3 separate regions of the Zea mays genome follow, and regions 1 and 2 are each linked to region 3. A link is a contact called in public Hi-C data. All regions are on one chromosome and are shown on one strand. The core of a region is the stretch at or near the end of the contact, and the rest is flanking DNA. Distances in the headings are between cores, read along the strand shown.

Region 1 (3,724 bases), core at 1,086-3,585, 200 kb after region 3:
GAGGCCGACTGGGCTAAAAAGTCCTTTTCTTTTTCCAGGGAATTTCTAATTACTTTTCTATTTATTTTCTCTAGGGTTTTCGATTCAAATTCAAACCAAGTTTCAAATTCAAACTAAATCAAGCATGTACAACAATTCAAATAATATTTGGAGCTCAGCATGATGCAACATTTCATGACTCATATTGTTTTGACAAAATAAAATAATTAATCCCTCACTAATTAAGTTAAATCTACCCAAAAGAAAAAGAGAGAGGAACTAGAGAGAGAGAAGAGTAACACCTAAATTTGGTAGGTAATTAGAAAGAAATTTTATACCCCCAAATTCAGGGTGTTACACGGGCGAACGACGCTGACAGGACGACCCCACTGGGCAGAGAGGGATGGAGCGAGCGAACGAGGCGCCGACAGGTGGGACCTACCTAGCAGCAGGGAGGGCGCGCGGACGCGCGCGAGCGGGCTGGGCTTAATGGGTCGAAAGCCCGGGAGGGAGAGGGTTTTGGGCTTCTTTTCCTTTTTCTTTTATTCTGAATTTCCTAATTCTTTTTCCTTTTGTTTTTTCTCTTTTGGATTTCAAATTTAAACATGACTCAAATTCAAATTCAAATAATTTAAACATGTGCATCAACCAAAAGAATAATCTAGGCTCAGTATGATACAACATTTCATGACTCCCATATGTTTTGATATAATAAAGAAGTAATTCCTCTCCTACAAACTAGACATATCTCTAATAAAAAGAAGAGAGAAGAATTCTATATAGAGAAACAAGGGGTAACACCTGAATTTGGTAGATATTAGAGAAGAAATTTTATACCCCCAAATTCAGGGTGTTACAAGGGGTTTGCACCAACACTAACATTTGATGTAGCACTAAATAAATCCATGTGAAGCAATTCTATTGGCCTTAATGTTGACATGAAATCTTTTATAGGATATATATTATCAACTTGTTTTCTAGCTTGACCTGCACTACAAAGCTTGACCTTTTCAAACACAACATCTTTCAAACCTCTAACCTTTTCTTTGTTCAGAAGCTTCTTAAGTGTCCCCATTACAACATGTGCAACCTCCATGCCATAACCATCCAAGTGATGTTTTGGTGAAGAGGCAAGTCCTTAGGTTAGCATCCTCAGAAGTGAAAACCACCAAATTAAGTTGTTATATCTAAATACCTTAGGTGAAAACCACCAAGTCCTTAGGTGATCATCCACTTTAGACACAACAACTTATTTCTCTGTGAATAAACATTGAATTCCAAGATCACACAATTGACTAACTGACAATCAATTGAAGCTCAAAGATGCAAGTAAGAGGACATTTGAATTGTTCTCAAAAGTTATCTTGTCTTGATCATCCACATCTTCATCAAGAGAGGTGAACATCAATGGGTCACCGGTCCTATGTTAACTGCAACCACTATCAATTACCCAACGACTCCCACTGGTCTTATAGTTCACCTACACGCAAGGCAGATCAAGCTTGATTTTTAGGCACCCAAACTTGATGGGGCCTACAACTTTCTCAATCAAGGACTTTTCAACCCAAATCTTTTTAGGCCTACTCTTGTTAGGTGGACCTAAAAATGTGACTTTGACCTTTCCACTTGTGTCCTTTCTAAGCAAATAATGAGCATTGAAGGCGAAATGTCTTAAGTGTTTGGGCAAAGGATTATGTGGAGTGGCTTTGCAATTATGAGCAAAATGTCCCTCTTTTCCACACACAAAACATTTAATATGCTTAGGAGCTTACTTTGGCTTGTTTTTCATTTTGTGTTTTTTTTTCACAAAAGATTTGTATCCAATACTACTTTTATCAACTTTTATCTAGCTATTGGAGTTTTTTTTTAAAAAACTCTATTTATATAAATTATAAAATAAATACTTCAATTAAAAAACCTCTATTTGGCCAGCTAAACATGAAAATATTGAAACCCCTTCAAAGCCTAGTGGAAGGTAACTTAAACGGTTTTAAGAGTTAAGACCAGTTAAAACCGCTTTGGAACATAGCAATAATTTTTTCTCATTTTAGTTTTTAATTAAAATAAACTGGTTTCTATAAAAAAATTGTATTAAGAAGCTCAATTATTTCGAGGGAAAATAGCAATAGTATGTGGAGATAGAATGGACTTCTAGAAAAATCAGAAGCCCAGAAGATGGGTCACAACGGCCCTTCTGAGTTGGGCAATTGTTTTCTTTATCTCATCTGAGTGAGGCTTAGAGCTCACTAAAATGGGCCTACCCATTCGGCCCTTATGGAACTGGATCTCTAGGTGTCATTGGCTGGGCGGCTGGGCCATGGTCCATGGAGTCGTTGGTACCACGGGCGCTGCCGTCAGATACTCAGATCTCGTCTCCAAGGTGTCGGAGATGGACTTGCCGGCGAACCGCGGCCGGTGGCGCAGGCGGAGCGCCCGATCGCACCTGCCTCTCGTCGTGGCCGTCCTCGTGCTCCTTCTTCCGGCCTATCTTCTCTTCTCATCGGCCTACTCCACCACGCTCCGCGCTCTCTTCGCTTTCCCCTTCGCCCCCGGCGGTGGCGAGGCGCCCCGGTGCGGGGGCTCAGTGGAGCTCGAGGGTCAGAGGTTCCTGTGGTACGCACCGCACAGCGGGTTCAGCAACCAGGTGGGCGAGTTGCGGAACGCGGCAGTGGCAGCCGCTCTGCTAAACCGCACTCTCGTTGTGCCCCCCGTGCTCGACCACCACGCCGTCGTCCTCGGGAGCTGCCCCAAGTTCAGGGTCACCGACCCTTCCTCGCTGCGCGCCGCTGTTTGGGACCACACCATGCAACTCCTGCTGGATCGAAGGTAAATACCAGACTTGGCATTCAACTTCACCGAGTTCGTTTGGTCTCTGGTGTATCAGAAATTGCTTGGATTCGAATTTGGTCTACACTTTTTGCTTCCACCTTGCTTATTGTGAAATGACTCAAATGATGGAACAATGTGGCGACCCTATTGCTACATCAGAATCTCGGTTATTTAAAGGATAGCAGATCACTTGGCAATGACATCACTCAGTTTCCTTTGATTAAGTGAGGTCATTTCTGATTGGAAGATAGTGAAGTATTCTATGTTGCACTCGCACACCTCGAGCAACCACTTTTCACATTGTGCATAACTGATCGCCGATTCATTGTGGACTGTTGTTAATGCTTATTTGTTTAACATTCAGGTATGTTTCAATGGGTGACATAGTTGATCTATCCCCAATCGAACCAATGGTTAGGACTATCGACTTCAGGGTTTTTGTCTCCCTGTGGTGCGGTGTAGACATGCGGAAGACTTGCTTTTCTCGGCTGTGCTGTGCTGTTTCTGGTGGTAGCTCTAGGCCAGATGACTACAATAAATGCCGATCTTTGCTGTCTGGTCTAGGAGGCAGTGAAAAAGGCTGTGTGTATCATGTACATGACGATTGTAGAACAACGGTCTGGACATACCAACAGAATGATGATGGGGCGTTCGATCAGTTTCAACCAGATGAAGAATTGAAACGGAGGAAGAAGATCTCATATGTCCGGAGACGCAGAGATATGTACAAGGCTTTAGGGCCTGGTTCACAAGCTGAGGATGCTACTTTGCTGGCATTTGGGACACTCTTCTCAGGACCATACAGGGGATCTGAGTCTTATTTTGATATCCATGAATCGCCTAAGGACCAAAGAGTACAAAGGGTACTAGAGAAGGTTGAGTTTCTTCCCTTTGCACCGGAGATCATGGCTGCAGG
Region 2 (3,466 bases), core at 887-3,386, 160 kb before region 3:
GGCACGCGCAGGGAAGGGAAAGGGGAGGGAGAGGGAGAGAGAGAGAGGAGCTCACATTGGGATCCAAAAATTGGCGATAACCGTCACCGAATCACCTAGGGCAAAGGGGTGGGAGAGAGAGGTGGAAGAAAAGGAGAGGGAGTTGCTGCACGGGAAAATCAAATGAGAGAGATAGAGGGGGGTGGGGTGGGGTGCCAGGGGCGCGCAGGGGCGCACCGGGCCGGGTCGGGCTGGGTCACGGGCCGGGGCGGAAGCCCACAACACACACGACCACTGACCGGAATCTATTTGCGAATCGAAATCCGAAATGAGGCGAGACGGACGCGCGATTAAACACAACATCAGACAAAAGATATATGCTTCGGCATGATGCAACACCCATGTCAACTTAGGTTTTTGTTTACACGCGAGACGAACACCAGTCGTTATACTGCTTTGAAAATGGGAAGAAGGAGCGAAACAGGAAGAGAAAAGAGAGTAACACCTGAATTTGGTGAGTATCAAAGAAGAAAAAAAAAATCCTTCCCTAAAATTCTGGGCGTTACAGCTGCCCCATGGTCGAGGATGGTCGATATGCAATCCGGGAGCACCCGCGGAAAGTATCGCCGTAGCTGGTGATGGCCTCCTCGAAGGAGCGTGGGGTGGGGGGGAGAGAAGTGGTCTCAGTCGCGGAGGAGCAACAAAGGCCGGTCCTCACACCCGCCTTTGCTCTTGGACCCTAGTGGGTGCTGGTGTCCACAATCGCGTCCGCGACACCCTTTATGGAGATGAGGGCGAGTGCGGGCACATGTAAATGTAACCGCCCGCCATTTATGGAGGTTGTTGTTGCCGGAATTGGACGGGGACGGACGGAAGGGGGACGACATACGATTCTATCCATATACGAAACTGGTGTATTATAATAATCGAGATATAAACCACTTGAATCTCTAACAAATTCTTATAACTGGGGGTGGTGGTGGTAACAAAGCCTTAACGAAACAGGACCCCCGCCACTTGAATGAGTACGAAACAGCCTGACGGATGCTCAATCGGTTTGGTTTGGTTGCGTGACAAGTCGTCGATCCGGTTAGGGAGCTTCACACCAAAGGAAACTTACCGACGCGGCAAAGCAGCAGCAGCAACGACGACGGAACACGAGTCACATAGGAATAGGACGGGACGACGGGAAGGTTAGGATGCTGCTGGCCTGCCCGTGTAAAGCGAGGCAGCAACCACCGCAAGCGTATGACGCAGGAGCAAGTTGCTAGATTCTTCTTCTTGTCCAGACCCAGTCCAGCTCGGTTCCGGCTGCGAGCACGTTTTCCTTGGACCATTGGATGGACTGGACTGGACTGTACCGTGGCTGCCGCGCGACACATGCATGTACGTGTACGTGAGATGGGGACGTCTCGTTTGTCCGGGCCGGCGTTTTTGGTGGGCGGAGACGCGTGATCAGGTCAGGGAGGGGCTAGTTTGGCCCCCTAGATTCGCGCGTCTGTGCCTGCCTCCGACGCGCGGTCGTCATCACGCCGATGCTCGGCTTTCCTCTCCTAGACATACCACTCCCAGCCACTAGCAACACAGTAGTTGTAGCCAAAGGACCATCGACCAGGGCTGCCTCTTTTCTCTGGATGGAATAATAAAAATAAGGCTTTTTGTTTAAAACAGTGGACACCAATGCGGTAGAGCCAACTGTCAGGTCGGCCCCGCTCGCCAGCGCCAGAGGACCCAGCCCCCCAGCTGCAGTGCACTGCCACCCAAATGACTCACCCACCGGCGACACGCCCGTTCCACTGACCGGACCAACCAGCCTGACCCAAGGCCAAGCGCGCACGGCACGAACACGGATCCTTCCACTGCCACTGCCACTGCCACTGCCACGCGGGACCCAACCAGCCAGCGAACGCCTCCTAGGCCACGTCCGCGCGGCCGAACAACCACTCCGGCACGCATCCACCGGCACGCGGGGCCACATTGACGGGCACGCACGCGCAGGCCAGGCAGGCAGAGGCCACAGGCGGTGGCCTTGTGGCGCGGCGCAGGAGCAGGCCTTGCCGCGCCGGCGCTGCCTTGCTCGCGAAGACGCCAGTTCCCAACTATTTGCGGAGCCGAGAGCCGGAGGCGGAGGCGTTAAGCGTAAGGCAGCGAGCATAAAGCGCCCTGGCGCCCGCCCGCCCGCCGCAGCCGCACCAAAGCCTAGCCACCCTCCTCTGCCCTCGAGTCCACGTCTCGTCTCCTCGCTCCACTCGCCAGTCGCCACCCAAGCCGGAGCGAACCCGCTGCCCGAATAGAGTAATCCGAGGAGCCAGCCAAATGGTGGTGGCCGCGTGAGTGTAGGGTCCGGGGGATATAGAGAGAGAGAGACTAGGGGCCGGCCGCGATGCGGGCGTGGGAGATGCACCCGCTCTGCTGCCTCGCCGGTGAGTGGCCGGCCTCGGGCGGCGGGCTCGCGCCCGGCGACCGCTCCCCGCCGGCGGAGGACGCGGGGGCGGCGCCGGCGGTGGCGGGGGTCCTGTACAAGTGGACCAACATCGGCAAGGGGTGGCGCCCGCGCTGGTTCGCGATCCGCGGCGGCGTGCTCGCCTACTCCAAGATCCGGCGCCGCGTCGCGGCGGAGCCGCGTCCCGAGGCCGCGGGCGGCGTCCGGCTGATCGGGGTGGCGCGCGGCGCCGCGGGCGCCGCTGAGCGCCCCATCGGATTCGTGCCTCTCAAGGTCACCCCTCGCGCTCTCGTCTCCTCTCCTCTCCTTCTCGTCTCGATTCGTTGCCTGATTTTTTCCCCCCGAATTTTTTTATGCCGCCCTCCCCGTTTCGCCATGAATGGTCTCGCCATTGTTTAGAGCAGCGACGCATTGCAGTGCGTCGATTTTATCCTCAAAACTGGGGAACACCGAGCATAATAATCGTTCGTTAAATAGTGCTATCGATACGCATTTCGTCGAGCAAATCGACTTCAAAATTTCTGCTACAGTTAGTGGAGCTGGTCTCCTGCGATCCCTCTCTTTTCCGCGTCGCGTCGGATCGAAACAGTCCAACAGAACAGACGAGCACAGGAACTCCAGTCTCCAGCTGTAAAAGTTACCTCGTGCCGTACCATCGTCACGATATGCGGCGGGGATCGTTTTGCAAACGCAATAGCACTCATCATGCTCACGCTCACGCTCCTGGTAAAGGAAACGATGGAAAGTTGCTAGTATATACACTGCTACAAGAAATTGCTAATCCCCTGTCGGAATAAAGCGATGCCTTGTTTTGATTGGAGCTCGCCTTTTACAGCGTCAGCTTAGTGTGAAAGAACAGTCTTTGCATCGACTTGCAACAGTGGTGTTTCCCGTGCTCCCCAGGGAAGGGGCCAGCGACAGGTGGGGGCAACCGGGCTCCCAGCTGGATCTTGTTCAAACGCCCTGGTGTCTTGGCGCCTCCGTTTTGTGTCGCATTGGCATTTTGGAAGTGCATGGGTTAGTGGGAATGTGAGGAGGTACGGA
Region 3 (3,500 bases), core at 862-3,361:
TGTAAGTGAAATCAACCCTAAGTGAGGGTTTTGGTGATTTAATGACAAAACAAATAAGGGTACTAACAAGTTTGCTCCCAGTATATGCTTAGAATGTACAAGAACTAAAGGAAGTATCAAGGACAAAAGAAACACATATGCAATTCCCTTGAAAAGACTCCATGCGATGGACATATAAAATTTTATGTATATCTTGAGTCACAGGATGTAATTCTTCCTTAGTAGTTTTCCCATAGGTAATGATGTTTGTTATAAGCTCAAGCCCTCAAATTCAAAAGCTATTTTTGAAAACCAAAAATCTCTTGAACGCTATATGGCTGACCGTGATTAGGGTTGAGAAACTAAGAGTGTTCTTGTTGAAAAGCAGTTGAACTTCTTTAGCCGCAGTTGAGCTTTATTAGCTGAACTAAACCTTAGCTAGTTGAGCTTCTTCAGCAGCAATTGAGCTTTTTTAGCTGAGCTGAACTTCTTCAACTGCAGTTGAGCTTTTACAACTACAATTGAGCTTTCTCAACTCCAGCTGAACTTCAACTTCAACTGTAAACCTCTTTGACCATACACCAGTTGAACTTGCCTTAGGGCAGTTGAACTGGGGTTTTCTCTCCTGAACTTTCTGGTTAAGGCCAGTTGCAAACACTACAAGGCAAAGACTTGCCCAAGACGCTAAACTGGCGTTTTCTCAAGCAATATCATCCTAGTATGTGGCAAGATACCTAGAAAAACTGATGTGAACACATTGAGTTAGTTTTCAGCCTGTACCAGTGCTTTTGGTTCGCTCAGCTCCGCCAAAAGGCAGGGGCATAGGTTGGGCACCAAAATTGGCCTGGGGACGATCCGCGATGGTGGCGCGGACGGTCCGCGCGCGCAGAATCAGTTAGGATTCCAAGTTTCTTACGGGATTTGTTAGCTAAATCTGCGAGATTAACTCGAGAATCAGTTTGTAACGGGTCCAGACCCCCTGTATATATATGAAAGCTACAGCCGGTTGAAACACCAACAATCGATTAATCAATCAATATACATCTAGTTCTTTACATTTTGCCCTAGGAGTAGACAATAACTTAGATTTCTCTATCTAAATCTTCACCTCTCTCCGGCTCTACGTCGATTAGATGCGCCATCGGCAAACTTCGCCACCCCTGCGCCCGCGCGGACTGTCCGGCTCGTCAGGCAGGACCCTAGCCTCTGCGCCAGGTCGCAGACGTTCGGCCCCTGGCCACGGACCATCCGCATCTCCGCAGAGAGCACCGCCATCGGTTCTCATCGTACTGATTGGCGACCGGATCGGCGCTAATTTTAGGATTACTAGCTTCTTAAAAACTAAGAAGCTGAACTCTCCTAGTTAAAAGATAAAAACTGGTTTTTTAAAAACTGGGTTCTTTTAAATAAGACCTAAGCCTCGTTACATAAGAGCAACTCCAATAGTTATGTAAATTTTAGCTCTCTAAATCACAGATTTAAGAAGTTGCTAAATAGCTTTTGGAGTAAAAAAATGTGAGTTCTCCAATAGTTCTCTAAATATAGGTTGTAATTTTGTTTTGTATTTATCCACATAAAAAATAAGTCACAAAAACTATATAATGCAGTCAACATTTTTGTTTAGTGAGTTGTTAAATGGTTGCCAAATGTAGAGAGAAAATGGGGTTAGATGACAAGTTGTTAAATTTAGAAAGTTCATTTAGAGAACTATTGGAGAATAGTTTTCATGTTAACTAGCTAAATTATTGATTTAGAAAGTGTTTTAGAGAACCACTGGAGTTGCTCTAAGGAAAGAAACGTATCGTCCAGATCTTAAAACAGGAAATGGACACGATCGCAGGTTGGTTCGCCTTTGCTCAATTTGTCAGTAAATGGTCCGAGGACCCGGCGATTGAGAACAAATCGGAAGGAGGCTGACGGCAGGCAGAGTGGAGCCAGCCAGGAAGCGAGGCGTGCCCCACAAGCCGCTGCCCGAGTCCCCCACGCACACGTATATCCCCGCGAGAATATCCGCCACGTGGACGGCCCACGCTCGCCGACCAGCTTAAGCAATCACCACTTAACAGTTGAGTTAACCCTCTCCCCTCCATTCATCACCTCCTCTCCTCACACGGCTTCCTCGCACCGGCTCCGGTCCTCCTCCCATCACCATCACCACCGTCGTTCCTCTCACGAGTCCCGACACACGCAAACCGCACGAACCCTGGCTGGCGGCGGGATGACGCGGCGGTGCTCGCACTGCAGCCACAACGGGCACAACTCGCGGACGTGCCCCAACCGCGGGGTCAAGATCTTCGGGGTGCGCCTCACCGATGGCTCGGCCATCCGCAAGAGCGCAAGCATGGGGAACCTCTCCCTCCTCTCCGCGGGGTCAACCAGCGGCGGCGCGTCGCCCGCCGACGGGCCCGACCTCGCCGACGGCGGCGGGGGCTACGCCTCCGACGACTTCGTCCAGGGGTCGTCCTCCGCCAGCCGCGAGCGTAAGAAAGGTCAGTTACCGCCCGATCTCTGCCCCCTCCTCTCGAATCGATCATCCACCCGCTACCACTCGATGCAGAACCCTAGATAATAGATCCTTCCAGCTCTAACCAGCTCCAAGTTTTTCCATTCATTTCTCTCCTGCCTACTCGGCTTACTCTTTTTAGATGCACCTAGTGGCTAGTGCTCACTGATTAGGTACCTGTAAGGTTGGGAAACGGGTACTGCACCGGCTGAGAGAAAATCATTAATGGTAATACCACACTGTGCTGAGTACTACTATTGTATCGATATTGTACTAGTTGAGTTGATACATATGGTACTCGAATTCAGCCCCTGACTGGTGCAAGGACCACCTGCCCTATGTCGTTTGACTGGGTCATGGGGATAATTTAACAAACTCAGCTCTAGAAACTTTTAGAAAATGGGTTATGGATTGCTCCAAGCAGTGGTGTCAGTTGATTTTGATGAAATTTGTCACTGATTCGTTATGCTGAATGGCTGTAGAGGCATAGAGGGCTGCGTAATCAAAGGTACAGGGCTGCGTAATCAGGAAGGATATGCCGAGCAATTGAAACCGCTGCGCTAACTGCTGAAACGTTGTCTTATGTATGCCATACATGTGCTAATGGTCACGGTCTGGTGTAATGTGCTACTGCACTGGGATGTAATTACTATTACACAGTGCCATATTCCGGCTGCCCATACTTGATAAGGAAACAAGTTTTTTCATATGTTATGGGGAAAAATCAAATGCTTGATACATGAATACCAATGTTCTGCAAGTTTTATCTTTATTGTTAATTATTGCTGCTGATTCTTGTGAGATTTTTACACGAACAGTGATATCTAGTTCTTGGGTTACACTTGGTGGTGGGTGGTAGGTGTTTTAATGTAAGTCAAGTGGCAAGAAAAGGGCAAACACAGTGCCGGAGGCTCCCACATGAGTGGGGTCTGCGGAAGGGATAAACCGAGGCAATCCTGTAGGGTCTAAGAAAAGAGTAAAACTGAGTCAAACCTTCCCCCATAAATACAGAGAGGTT

Evidence for each region. Hi-C and Micro-C count contacts between places; a contact is called where the count stands out from the background.
Region 1: a Hi-C map of ear shows a contact between it and region 3, with 2.2 times the contacts expected there. The contact joins the promoter of LOC100192532 here to the promoter of LOC100383177 in region 3. A contact is called at or near these places in 7 of 25 Hi-C or Micro-C datasets (ear, endosperm, leaf and 1 more).
Region 2: a Hi-C map of leaf shows a contact between it and region 3, with 7 times the contacts expected there. The contact joins the promoter of LOC100502349 here to the promoter of LOC100383177 in region 3. A contact is called at or near these places in 5 of 25 Hi-C or Micro-C datasets (bundle sheath, ear, endosperm and 2 more).

Annotation. Positions count from the first base shown.
Region 1 is chr1:90,781,334-90,785,057 of Zm-B73-REFERENCE-NAM-5.0, forward strand. It overlaps LOC100192532, which reads left to right and starts at 2,336. Exons shown (of 2, transcript NM_001367478.1): 1 at 2,336-2,805; 2 at 3,173-3,724. The coding sequence starts at 2,369.
Region 2 is chr1:90,416,638-90,420,103 of Zm-B73-REFERENCE-NAM-5.0, forward strand. It overlaps LOC100502349, which reads left to right and starts at 2,137. Exons shown (of 10, transcript NM_001363268.1): 1 at 2,137-2,695. The coding sequence starts at 2,363.
Region 3 is chr1:90,577,890-90,581,389 of Zm-B73-REFERENCE-NAM-5.0, forward strand. It overlaps LOC100383177, which reads left to right and starts at 2,112. Exons shown (of 3, transcript NM_001175842.1): 1 at 2,112-2,468. The coding sequence starts at 2,198.